Regions from separate parts of the Aedes albopictus genome. Here region 2 is linked to region 1. The links are chromatin contacts, called in public Hi-C maps. All regions are on one chromosome and are shown on one strand. The core of a region is the stretch at or near the end of the contact, and the rest is flanking DNA. Distances in the headings are between cores, read along the strand shown.

The links. Hi-C and Micro-C count contacts between places; a contact is called where the count stands out from the background.
Region 2: a Hi-C map of whole body shows a contact between it and region 1, with 4 times the contacts expected there. The contact joins the promoter of LOC115269552 here to the promoter of LOC134284094 in region 1. A contact is called at or near these places in 3 of 3 Hi-C or Micro-C datasets (embryo, whole body and whole pupa).

The regions. Positions count from the first base shown.
Region 1 is chr3:83,531,895-83,539,000 of AalbF5, forward strand. LOC134284094 (DNA repair protein complementing XP-C cells homolog) reads right to left here and starts at 4,417. Exons shown (of 5, transcript XM_062842379.1): 1 at 3,794-4,417; 2 at 1,285-3,736. The coding sequence starts at 4,110.
Region 2 is chr3:83,701,303-83,708,408 of AalbF5, forward strand. LOC115269552 (polyubiquitin-C) reads left to right here and starts at 4,365. Exons shown (of 3, transcript XM_062859455.1): 1 at 4,365-4,479; 2 at 5,215-7,106. The coding sequence starts at 5,226.

The sequences.
Region 1 (7,106 bases), core at 3,167-5,666:
AGAACCCTAACTAATCAATTGGTGAAGGCCGCGCCAGCCGTATGGATTTCATGTCGACCTGCAGAGGGCCGGCGTGAATCCGAGCTCCTACACATGTTCTGGGAAGGATTAGCAATGGCTAACACTGACCCGCTAAATGGATAGGCTGATCTACTTGGACATAAAAAAACTTTGTTCAATACTATACCAGCAATAAATCTAACAATTTGTTATAATTTAGTATTAATTTTGATTCATTTTAATGTTTATACATTGTATGGATGTTCCGAGCAGTTTCGAGCCAAAGATGGACCACGACAACCAAAAATTACTGGCATCATCCGGAATACTAATTTCTTATGATTTGAAGCATTCCAGGCCAGGTCTCCAGCCTACGAGGCTCTCCCAATCGACCCCCAAGCGGAAGTGGTCCCAGTCTCCGATCAAAACTAACAGCCCTCTGTAAAACAATGTTCAGTTGTGTTTTGGATTCCATTATGCGGCTCTAGCTTTGCCGTCCCACGTGAAGAACATCATTGTAATACAAGAATATAACTCTTAGGTTATATTAGGTTATAGTAGATTCCGGCCCACTATCTGGAAGCAGAAGAAAACACAAATGCTGTACCGGTTCGAGTGTTCAAATGATGTTGGTTTACCTAATTCAACAATAATGTTTTGACATCTGCCATCAACGCCAACAAACCAATGAGCACTTGATAATATTTCTAATATCAGCATTTATATTAGCTAATATTGGTAATATTTGTAATACGAGATCGAGTGTCCCACCCCATGACGTTACCTATTTAGATAACTGGGTACAATTAATGTTATGCGTTACATATGTTTGTGTTTTGTGCATTTGTAATGTTCCATTTTGTTTTTTTTTTCGTATCTAAAGTTCCCAAACGCAGGGCTCGATACGAAAAAAAGTGCATTTGAAGGACTCTGCTAACAGTTGTCCTATTTGTGGTGCCCATAACTGGGTCTTCAGTTAGCCTAGTGGTTAAGGCTATGGCTCGCCAATCCGGAGACGGCGGGTTCGATTCCCGTTCCGGTCGGGAAAATTTACAATATACAAATTCATGCAATGGCAGGCAAAAGAAGCCTTCAATTATGTAATAACTGTGGAAAAACTCAAAGAACACTAAATTGAAGCGAGGCAGGCCAAGTCCCAGTGGGGACGTAGAGCCATAAAGAAGAAGAAGAAGAAGAAGAAGATATCGGGGAGAACAATGCATTTGTAGTGTTCTGCAAAATCTTGTCTTTTCCAGACGATTGATTCCGTTTCCCAAAACTTACCGCCAAATAGTCCACGCAGTTGATCTTCCCGGTGAACAAATCCACCGTGATCCACCGTTTGTCCTTGTCCGAGTAGAACTCGATCCAGAAGTTCATCTTGGTGGCTGCCGATGCCGTTGTTACGCCGTCGTCGCCCTCCTCTTCCTCCACTACTTTTTTCTTCGGCTGCTTTTGCTTGGTCGACCGTTTACCACCCGCTATCTTTTTCGACTCCGCTTTCGGTGATTCGGACTTGACCTTCTTGGAGCGTTTGGCTTTCTTCTTGCCAGGTGACTCAAAATCGCTGTCCTCCGATGAATGTGGGGGTTTGGGTTTTCGGCTGGTGGTGCGTTTCTTATTCAGAGCTGGTGATGGAGGTTCCGACTTGGGAGGTTCTTCGTCGGACGAATCCGACGTAAGGATTTTGTTTCTGGCGGACTTTGGCTTTGCTGTCGTCGGTTCTTTGAGCGGTTTGGCAACGTCGAAGAGCTTTCTCTTGGATATTCGACCCGGTTGGTTGTTGTTCTTTTCTTTGGCTTGCGGTGTGTTGGTTTTACGCTTGGCGAACGGGGAACTGGCGTTAGGATCGGACAAAGATTTAACTCGGCTTCGAAGTCGGCGCGAAATCGGGGCGCTTCTTGGAGTCGATTTCAAGTCGTCGATTCCATCCAACTGCGGTATGATCAGGCTGTTGAGGGGCTCTCGTTTAGGAGAGTTGGCCACCCGGGGCGAAGCACGTTTCAGAATAGATCTTCTGGGTCGGGCGTTTTCCTTTGCTGGACTTCCCGAGGGTTCTCCTGAAAGAACTTCAGGCTCTGGAGAAAATCTTAATTTCTTAGAAGAGTCCGCAGAAGCATTGCGAGTGCTTTTTGCGCGTGTTCTAGTACGGCGAGGTTCTACCGCCGGATCTACAACTTCAATTTTAGAAAGTGATTTTCCGGAGATTTTTGAAGATTTTGAAGTTTTGGCTGAAAGTTTGTTAGTCTTCCGAGTAGTTTTTTCGGTCGCTTCTTCACTTTTTTCGTTCAACGATGTTTCATCAGCTGATTTATCCTCGGTCTTTATTTCTTCATTCTTTACAATAGTTAGCTTAGGTTCTTCATCTTCTTGTTGTGGGGATGACTTTACAACCATTTTACGTTTGTATTGTTTTTCAAAGTCTTCGATAAGCTGTCTCTCCGAGATGGGACATAGATCCTTCATAGCCGGACGTTTCGGCGGAACGTTGGCAGAAATCACCAGACGACAGTCGACCCCAGCTACACGTAAACACACCAAAAACAACAGTACATAATCCCTCTTGCAAACAACTTTTTGCGTGAACAGCTCCAAAGCCAGAGTGAAGCTAAATTTTGCGGATTTTGGGCCCATAATTTGTTCGCTAGTAAGCTCAAATGTCCCCTTGAACCACTTCATCAACTGCTCTACAAACTTTTCATCTATCTTTCCCTTCAACACACATTGACTGGATTGCATAAGGGACAACGCTTTACCTCTCATCCCTTCAGAGTTCACAATTTCGTTCAACTTCTTCCCTCCTGCGATCGTGCAGAGAACGCTACTCTTGTGGAATGCTAGTTGATTCGCCCGTTTGACCTTATTGATCTGCCGCTTGATGTACAGTTCCATCTCAATCTCCTCCCATCGTTTCTTTTTAGTCTTAGCCGTCTCAACTTCCACCGTTATATGATAGTCCTCCGGTAATTGCCCCGTCGGCTGGCTCTGACTTTTGGCGGCATCTTCCACCTCTTCCCAATCAGATTCTTCACTCGCTTCCTCATTTTGTTGGCCAGCATCTGCCCTCCCACCAGGTGAGGTGCCAGCCTCCGCCTCACCCAGAGCCAATAAATTTGAAACGTCTTCTCCAGCCGCATTCTCAGAATCTGCCTGACTCTCCTTCGCTTGATACTCCTTCAGCATCTTCTTCGCCTCCTCTATCTTCTTGTTGAACTCTCCCAAATTGTTAAAATTCAAAAACTCGCCTGACGACTCGTTTATCTTGTTGATCAACTGTTGTGCGGCCACTTTCTGAATGGACGCCGGTATCGATTCCTCTGCTTGCTCGTCATCCTCCGAACTGTCCGACAACCGCATCCTTGCATTGCAATCGAACTGCGGAGCAGCTTCTTCCGAATGGCGCTGCTTTGTCGTGTCAACCTTATCGAAAAATTTGGAAGACAAATCCAACTCCTCCGGTTTCATCAAGTGATCGTCACCGCTACTGTCTGAGTCATCTTCGCCCTTTGCTTTCTTGGTCACCTTGGCGGGTTCTCGCTTTGAACAGTGGGAGAAGTCTCTCTTCTTCTGGAACTGACACTGCTTCAGGATATCCGACAGACTGGAGTTCAAAGAGGGTAATTCTGGGTCCACCTCCCTAAGCAAGTTCTTCTTGGTACGCTTGTACAGTTCGTCTCTCGTTGCTGGCGAAAGCCGTTTCTTCTTGGGCCATGGGTTGTTCGACGGCTTCGACGTCCTAAAACTCAAGCAGATCAATGAACAATCTCAAAATATTATTCTCCCACTAATTTACCTTTTCTTAGCTCCGCTCTTTCCTGTAGCTACCACACTCTCGTCACTTCCTGAACCTCCCTCCTCATTCTCCGACACCCCTTCCGATTCCTCGTCTTCGTCTTCATCCGATACGGTTCCTTGCCCTTCTGCACTATCGCTCTTGCCTTCCTTATCCTTTCCCGGAAGCCACTCTTCCTCGCTGGCCGAGAAGTCCCCATCATCATCGTCAGGCTCGTCCGAAAACCCATCACTCTCGAAATCATCGTCACTAACCTGCTCCCGCCTTCTAGGGGTCTTTTTGTTGTAAACGGCTGTGCTGCGCCGGGCTCGATTCATTGTTCGAAGTCAACACAAAATAGTCACTCATGTGAAACAATTCCTAACTAAAACACTTATGAAATCAATCTAAATAATGTCACTTAAACAACGCAGAAAAACGTGATTACTTCTACAAGATGCCCTGCGGGCCAGCGAACAGTACGGACAGCATAAACTTCCTTCGAAAGGATACTGTTTATGCTACATGTTGATTCATGAAAGCGATGAAAGCAGAAACGAGTGTTCATCATGCGGTTCATTCAGGTTCACTTGAACGCGCGCAAATTTGGATGAATTAGGAATCGGTCCAAGTGGTCTACGCAACTTGTGCCCAAAAACTACGCACAGGAAAAAATATTCTCATTGATTCTATCTGATTTTAACTGGATTTTATTCGCACTCTCATATTCGCACTTGCTGTCCCGGCAAACGTCGTACTTCTCAGGTCGTACTCGTGTCGTACTGCCAGCCTACTGTTTTTTACCCTTCTTACATCCATAAATATCGCTCGAAAAACCGACTTTTGATCCGAGGCCCGGAGGGCCGAGTCTCATATACCATAATCAACTCAGTTCGACGAACTGTCCCTGAAGCCTTATTGCATGGTGTATTTAGTCAGAGGCGTCTCGTCGGCGTGTTCAACCGGTTCATTGCACAGGTATTCGATTTGGAAGAAAATAAATAGGAATTGTTTCACCATCCCAGTCTTTGTCATTTAAATTTAACCTAAATGATATGGATTAAATGTTATATTAACACAGAAACTTAAAGACAATGTTTTTACAAGACTTCAATACATTGCATCTCCGTTAGAACAAAAAATCTGGGGCGTACCACCCATCCCACCACTATAAGACAGTCGCCCAACTATACCCACCGTGTAACGGCTGAGAATCAAAACAAGCACACCGCACCGTAGTTCAACTTTTTCTGTTGAACAAGCTCCCATATATGAACGCCCCAACACACTGCAATAGGTCGGATGTTCGTATACGGCTGGAGGTGTAAATGTGTGAGATCAACCCGTTCTACAGGAGAATTTGAACAACGTTTGCTATCACATGCTGGGAGTCTCTCGTGCGCGTTTTTGTTTGACGCTAAAAATGATTCGCATAGGATTGAGCTTAAACTCATTCAAATCGCACATGACAATGCTTCCGCAGAAAACGGATTTCAGTAGAAAATAGTTCAATTACGTGAATGTCGTCATGTTCTTATTGCGGAGATTCCACCTGTTTAGACTCCTGCGCGAAAATTAGTTGCGTACACAGCAAAAAATAAATGCAACCCGCCCGATGTAACTCATTCCGATGTACATAATAATCAATGTAATCACGATTCCTATGTACGATTACATCGTTTTGATGTAAAATCTTTTGTTCTTATGTCTACATCGTCCTGTGTAATATTCATGCAACCGACGGAATGATCGGGTTGCAGCAGTTCAGATGTAATATTACACAACAGTTTTTTCTGTGTAGATTTTTCTTGCGTGGGCTCACAGGTATTAAACAGACAGCATCCTGGTGAATATTTTACGCTACGTTGTTAAGCACACATTTGTTGATAGTTTTGCATTGTAAATAAACATTTATAATGCATGTACGCTAAAAATGAGCCTAATCATTTATTTGCGTCGGAATCTATAAATCTTCGCAACGGGCAATATCCCAAAATCAAAAAGCGCTCTATGATTACAACTAAATTCTAACAGAACCATTTTTGCTAAACCAACATACCGCTGTGTGAGCCACTCTCACCGTGTTGCGCCAAAAAGCGCGGTTAACTTGCATGCAGCTTGGCTTCGGTGTCTCTCATCGTGTTCAACCCACCGGCTTGAACGAGAGAGAAAAAACGAAGAAAAAAGAGACTTTCTCACCGTCATCATTGCATGCTTTCAATGCGCGTGGCTTGCGCACCACCCAACCATGCGTACCTACTTGCTACTGAAGCTGAATGTGCTTTCATTTGGCGGTTATTGCGTACATTATTCAGTGTCAAAATGCAATTCTTATTAAACTTTTCCTAGCCGGGCTGGTTTGTGTTGATCAACATAGGGTATGTGTGCCATCAGTAATCTCACGCTCCCATATTCATCCTACAACTTATTTTAATCGGCTTTAACATTGAACCAAATTAACCCAGATGATCGTAAGGATTAGATTGATTAAGGTCCATTTCAGAATCTTTCTTACTATCTGGAAAAGTAGTTTTATTACATGTTTCGTTAATCATGTCAGACGGACATTCAAGCACCACAACATGGTGGCCATGTGAAGGATTTGTTGTTTGACGAAAGTTTTCTTCCAGTAGTGGAATGGGAAATAAACCCAAACTCCAAGTATGTACCATGTTAAACTTAAACGACTGACGTCTGTAATCAAACGGCCACGAATTCGTTTTGGCTCCAACAAATCTACGATTATTCAGAAGAAAAGTGCACCACTTTCAGTTTTGGAATGCATATAATATGTAATTCTCATCTCTCATACCTGTTCTTTAACATAAATGTACCAAATTCCAATTTTGAATTTATCCTCAATGTTGAACAGGTCCCCTATTAGACCACGCGTCGCCTCTGTATTTAGTTAGAGCAATCATTACTTTACATGCAAACTTAAGGTTGATTTAAAGTGGAAATGGGCAATTATAGAATCAAATTAAGATCTCGATTAAGATTATACTGGTACACTGAAATAAATTTTGTTGTGGAAACTACCGAGTCCATAGTAAAATTACTAACCGTACCTATGATTCTCAACCGACAACAAAATCTGTTAAGGTAACTGAAATATGCTTGAAATTACAATGCATTGTAGTAAATTCAACTAAAAGCATAGTCGTCTCAACAACAAAACATTGTTAATTTTTCCAGGACACGCATTTTACAACACAGTATGGTTAAAAATACAATGCTCATTTGTTAAATTAAGATTATTTTTGGTAATGTTAACTGCACTGCTAGTTAAGTTGACAGTGTTTTAGTGGAATTAACTGGAAATTGTTGTCGGTTG
Region 2 (7,106 bases), core at 3,115-5,614, 170 kb after region 1:
ATCGACCACATGTGACCCGCATTGGTTACGCACTGTGCGAAACCGCCGGCACACGAACAAAACGTGTTCCACGGTGTCTTCAACGCCCCCAAGTGTTTGACGGAGCGCTTCGAGGTAATAGTGCAATCTAAAACTTCTTTATCGATGCGTGTATTTCTTATGGGGCTGGTGGGTCGTGACCCATAGTTTGAGAAAGGCGGACTTGCCCTATTAACTGCCTGCTGCTCTGACTTTCGGTAGTTCACAACAACCACCTCAGTTTCGTGGTGAGCCAATTCCATTTTCCTGGACCTCATCAACTGCTCCACAACCACGATCTATTGGAACCTTTCCGAATAGCTTCGATCAATTCAGCGTAGACCACTGGAGTAATATCGTCAGCGAAGCCGACGATGACCACGTCCACTGGGAACTTCAACCTCAACACCTTACATGACATTCCATTACACCGGACCCAGAATGGAACTTTGCCGAACTCCTGAGGTTATGTGAAAGCACTTCCGACCTACCTTTGTGTCGTATACTAGGTAGTACTCGATTCTGGAAATAACGTCCGAGAAGCTTATACAAGTAATCGGGGGTTTAGAAGGCTCCGTGTCCCTTTTTGGCTGATTCAGATTTGGTCGATTTGGTTTTCAGTATGTATGTCTATCGCGAGAAACCTACGTGACTTTATGCACTGGTCGATGGGGAAAGAGCGAACCTAGTCGTTGTTACCACAAAACTCTGCACAAAAACTCACCGTTTTCGTTCGTTTCTCCAAAACTACGACGTCCCATGACAAGTACATAGCCCCTGTTGTCGGAGTCAATCTAAGCTAGTTCATCCTAGGTCAATATCATCTGTTAAAATTTTGCCAGATTTTCATTTTTCAAAGTTTCGTGGGAGTTTTAGAATGGTATCGGAAGGGTTTCATGGGGCTTCCAAGGGGGTTTCAGAGAAGTTTCGAGACGTATCAAGGCGTTTAGTAATATCTTCTGGGAGTCTCAAAGAGTGTAAGGTGCTTTCAATGGATTTTCAGGGAATTTTAAGGCGTTACAGGGAGGAAGGGAGATTCCGAGTGATTTCCGAGAGTTAGAGGGGGAGTTAGGAGGCTTTCAAATGAGTTTCAGAGGGATTTCGAAACGTTTCAGGGGGTTTAGGAGGTTTTCAGAGGGGCTTGCTGGAGTTTCGGCGAATTTTAAGGGACTCACAAGAAAACTATTGGGAGTATGCAATGGGTTTGTAGGCGTTTCAGGGGGTTTTGAAGTGGTTTCAGGGGGTTGCAAAATGCTTTCAAGGAGGTTTCATGGATGATTTAGGTTGGTTTCAAGGCGTTTTAGAGATTTTTAGGGAGTTTGAGGCGCTTCGGAGCGGTTTCTGATGGCTTCAGGAGGATTTTAAGAGAGCATCAGGGAGTTTCAGAAGGATTTCGAAGCGTTTCAGAGGATTGCAGAAAGGCATTGGAGCCTACGTTATTTAAGCCTTAGGGGCTGTCCATGAACTACGTGCTCATTTTTCCTGTATTTTCTACACACGCTCTCGCGTGGTCTTTGGTTCATACAACAAGAAATTAAATTTGTACATGGTCTTAGCCCGCATCGAGATTGAAATTTAAGTGTAAAAATTTACTTTTTCGCATGTTTTCCATAAGAGCCTTATTTTTTCCTGAACTTATAGCATGGGTCACGTAGTCCAAGGTAGTCTTGGATGTGTCGAAAACCTTGTCGAAGACAGTAAAGTGATCCGACCCTTGTGACAAAAGATATAAAGAACCAATATGGTTATCAATCTGCTCCCAAATGTTTCAACGGCTATCATAAAACCATGAGGATAGAGAAAGAAGTTTGATAAGAATTTTGCAGACATCTCACTAAAAGTCATCTCTCCCTTGGCTCCATATTCAATCATTTGAGAATTCTTCATGAAAAGTCCAAGAAATCCCTTCAAAAATGTATCCTATTTTTAATGGTTATCAATGAGATTCATATCAATTTCTGCAGGAATTTGAGAACATGTTTCAAAATAATTCTTGCAGATATTCATCCAAATTTAGTTCTTTTTAATTATGAAGGAATGTATGGCGATGGCACAAATGTCCCAAATGGAGGATAACGTGCCTGTGGAGCCGGCCTTCTGATACCTGATATATCAATTATTAGGTCAACATATGTTCTATTGCATATTTCATTGGAAGTTCGTTCCTAACGAAATCGAGAGTGGTAAACCTCCTGGTATGTCCCCATCGTACCAATCTGTCCAACAAGGCTGCACGAGACCAAATTGGCGTCGATTGCTTCTTGTTTGTCTACTACCTAGTGTCGCCGATTGTTTTTAGACAAAGCCAAACAAACATTGACCGCCAATCAACGGTTGCGCTTTACGTAATGTAATCCGCTTTTAGACTTTTGAATCTCGCGCCAACTGGTGTTGTCGAAGCCGTCGTCGTCGTTGGCCATCGTACCTGCCGGGTTCATCCGGACAGTTGTACTAGGAGTGAATGATCGGGATTCATCGTATGGCGGGAATCGTTGATTTCAGTAGCGATTCGCCGAGTTTGACAACGGAAATTAAAAGTTTCGAACGAATTGAACCGGAGCCAATTGTTGAGGGATGAATTTCTTTCGAGCGATCGCCGATCACGAAGATTAAGGGATGCGTACTATAAAAGCACTATACCGGGGGGTTTGAATGGCAATCCAAGTTTTCTAACCAGATCAACAGTGATAAGAACTAAGTAGCTCCTCTTGGGTAGCTAGTAGTTCTTGAGGAAAAGTTTAAAAAGTTTAGAACCTTTTTCTAGTTCTCTCGTTCTCACAGTAACAGGTAAGAATTCATTCGAGGGGGTGGAACAGTGTTGGTGAAACTGTTGATAGTGCAATTCACAAAGACTGGTGAATTGGAAACCATCGTAGTCTGGGTTCACCTATACTTAGGAAATTATCATCTGGCATCGAAACGGATTTGTTTGTTCAAAACAAACTATCAATAATAACTCAGGATGGAACAAAATATGCAAACAAGGAAGAAACAAGTCCATTAATAGCCTTATCGATTACGGTGCCAAGTCCTGTTGGCACTCGGGATCGACTAAATGACATAACTATTGAACAACATGCCAAGTTTCATAATCATGAATCACCTGAGCTGGTCGTAATGGTCGACTGATGGATGCCACACGATGGTGACCTTTTTATTTCAGGAATCAGTATGCAGATCTTCGTGAAGACTTTGACCGGAAAGACCATTACCCTGGATGTCGAAGCTGTTGACACCATCCAGAACATCAAGGGCAAAATCGAGGATAAGGAAGGTATCCCACCAGACCAGCAGCGCCTGATCTTCGCTGGCAAGCAGCTGGAAGATGGCCGTGCCCTGTCCGACTACAATGTCCAGAAGGGATCTACCCTGCACTTGGTGCTACGCCTCCGAGGTGGTATGCAGATCTTCGTCAAGATGTTAACTGGCAGGTGCATGGCCATCGATACCGAACCAGAGGACACAGTCGACACACTGAGGGTTAAGATCTCGGAGAAACTGGAAGAAATGCCACCAAACCAGCTACGTCTGATCTTCGCCGGCAAGCAATTGGAGGATGGACGCACCTTGCAGGAATACAGCATCATCAAGGGTTCGACAGTCCATCTGGTTCTGAGGTTAAAGGGCGGTCAATGACGAACTATGCGAAGAACCCCGACTGGAAACTGGAACTACATGGAACTGCCTCCAAGACTTGTACGCGAAGCAAAGTGAATCTTTGCGAAGAAACTACCAAATGAAACAATTTATAATTTAGGAAATTAGCTAGCTAAACTCTGTGCATACATTAAATAAAATCGAACCACTCGAAGTGATATCTTTACATGTAGCTCGCCTGTGCATTGAATCCAATTATAGTTTGCCTTGGCACCAGCTGAGCCAGACAAGAAAGAAAGTGCTTCCCTGAAGTATATTGATTTTAGAAGGCCTGACGTCAGCAGATGGCTGCACTAATACAACAAGTGATGCAATTAGAATGATTCAAATGAAATTCCCAAATTACTGGTTTTCTTATAGAATTCAGTTATCATATTACATTGAAAGTCTAAATTTGTTACCTAAACTATTGGTAAATTCAGCAAACTCTTTCTCATCTTTCATGAAAGGCATTCGCATATCTTCCGACAGCATATATGCGACGGTAGGTACATTGACGTCTTTGCCAAAAGTTAAACCACATCGTTCAAGGTAGAAAAATACAGAATGAACCAACAAATACAAGCACCATTCAGTTCGACAAACAGAAGAGGGTAGTGAATCGATACGGTCAACCGCATAGATATACCTAGATGTGTATTGCTACAATTTTCTAGAAACACAACTACCACGGCAGTAGTTGGCTATAAAGTCTCCATGCAAAAGCGAACCCAGCTCAATCGAATACGTTTCCTAGTGGAGTGAACACACCAAAACGGTCCAAGTAGGCAGTGCACCAGTGCAAGTGAAGTGAAAAAGACAAGAGTAATCCAATTAGCCAAGCGGAGAAAATTCCAGAGTGAACGAACATTTGAAAAAAGGACTTTGCTCGAAGCGAGTTTAAATTTGTGAAAGTGCATTTCGGTGAAGGAATCTTCTTGAAAAGGTAAGGGGGTGATTGGATCGATTAGAATAGATGTGAATAAGTGAAAACTAGTTTGTGGGTGATTTCTTTGTCTTTGAATGAGCAAATATATTTTTCAAGATGGCGACTGTAATTGATGAAAAATTTGCAGCGAAGTTTCATCATCATTGATAAAACCAAGATGTGATTCACAACGATAATAATATTTTATTGAATCATCGACGTTAGTCGAAAGAATAATCTGGAATATAAGAAGCCCTCCATTATTAATTTGAACGCTTAAGTGATGGGTTCTTATAACTTATTAAGGTAATACTGACGTTCATAACGAAGGGCCTTGAGGGTATATTTAAAACTTAGATACGCAATTTCCCAAGTCTCAACTACGTAGTTAAAAGTGAAAAACAACCTGATTTTCCAATTAAAAGTAGGGCGTTGTTGTGACGTCATCACCTGCACGTAGATTTTTCACATCGTCTGCGACTGCGAATGCGAACGCAAGACAAAGCAAAATAAAATCGAAACCTGTCTTGTCGTGCTCAAACCACAAAGCAATGAATCAACATAAAGTGAGTTTGTATTTCGCAATCATTACTAACGTACTTGTTTCCTTGTTTCTATTTCTGGTTCAACAGAGATTTCAACCATGCAGATTTTCGTCAAAACCCTAACCGGTAAGACCATCACCTTGGAGGTCGAACCCTCGGATACCATCGAGAATGTGAAGGCCAAGATCCAGGATAAGGAGGGCATCCCTCCGGATCAGCAGCGTTTGATCTTTGCCGGCAAGCAGCTGGAGGATGGACGTACCCTGTCGGACTACAACATCCAGAAGGAGAGTACCCTCCATTTGGTTCTGCGTCTGCGTGGTGGTATGCAGATCTTCGTCAAGACCTTGACTGGAAAGACCATCACTTTGGAGGTTGAGCCCTCGGATACCATTGAAAACGTCAAGGCCAAGATTCAGGATAAGGAAGGTATCCCTCCAGATCAGCAGCGTTTGATCTTCGCTGGCAAGCAGCTGGAGGATGGACGTACCCTGTCGGACTATAACATCCAGAAGGAGAGCACTCTTCATCTGGTCCTTCGTCTGCGTGGAGGTATGCAGATTTTCGTCAAGACTCTTACTGGCAAGACCATCACCTTGGAGGTCGAACCCTCGGATACCATTGAAAACGTCAAGGCCAAGATCCAGGATAAGGAAGGTATCCCTCCAGACCAGCAGCGTTTGATCTTCGCCGGTAAGCAGCTGGAAGATGGCCGCACCCTGTCAGACTACAATATCCAGAAGGAGAGCACTCTTCATCTGGTCCTGCGTCTCCGTGGAGGTATGCAAATCTTCGTCAAGACCCTGACTGGAAAGACCATCACTTTGGAGGTCGAACCCTCGGATACCATTGAAAACGTCAAGGCCAAGATCCAGGATAAGGAAGGTATCCCTCCAGACCAGCAGCGTTTGATCTTCGCCGGTAAGCAGCTGGAAGATGGCCGCACCCTGTCGGACTACAATATCCAGAAGGAGAGCACTCTTCATCTGGTCCTGCGTCTCCGTGGAGGAATGCAGATTTTCGTCAAGACCCTTACTGGCAAGACTATCACCTTGGAGGTCGAACCCTCGGATACCATCGAAAACGTGAAGGCTAAGATCCAGGATAAGGAAGGCATCCCTCCAGATCAGCAGCGTTTGATCTTCGCTGGCAAGCAGTTGGAAGATGGCCGCACCCTGTCGGACTACAACATCCAGAAGGAGAGCACTCTTCATCTGGTCCTTCGTCTGCGTGGAGGTATGCAGATCTTCGTCAAAACCCTGACTGGTAAGACCATCACCTTGGAGGTTGAGCCCTCGGATACTATTGAAAACGTAAAGGCTAAGATCCAGGATAAGGAAGGTATCCCTCCAGATCAGCAGCGTTTGATCTTCGCCGGCAAGCAGCTTGAAGATGGCCGCACCTTGTCGGACTACAACATTCAGAAGGAGAGCACTCTTCATCTGGTCCTTCGTCTGCGTGGAGGTATGCAGATTTTCGTCAAGACTCTTACTGGCAAGACCATCACCTTGGAGGTCGAGCCCTCTGATACCATTGAAAACGTGAAGACCAAGATTCAGGATAAGGAAGGAATCCCTCCAGATCAGCAGCGTTTGATCTTCGCCGGCAAGCAGTTGGAAGATGGTCGCACCCTGTCGGACTACAACATCCAGAAGGAGAGCACCCTTCATCTGGTTCTGCGTCTGCGTGGAGGAATGCAAATCTTCGTCAAAACCCTGACTGGTAAGACCATCACCTTGGAGGTCGAGCCCTCGGATACCATCGAAAACGTGAAGGCTAAGATTCAGGATAAGGAAGGTATCCCTCCAGATCAGCAACGTTTGATCTTCGCTGGCAAGCAGTTGGAAGATGGTCGCACCCTATCGGACTACAATATTCAGAAAGAGAGCACTCTTCATCTGGTCCTCCGTCTGCGTGGAGGTATGCAGATCTTCGTTAAGACCCTGACCGGAAAGACCATCACCTTGGAAGTCGAGCCC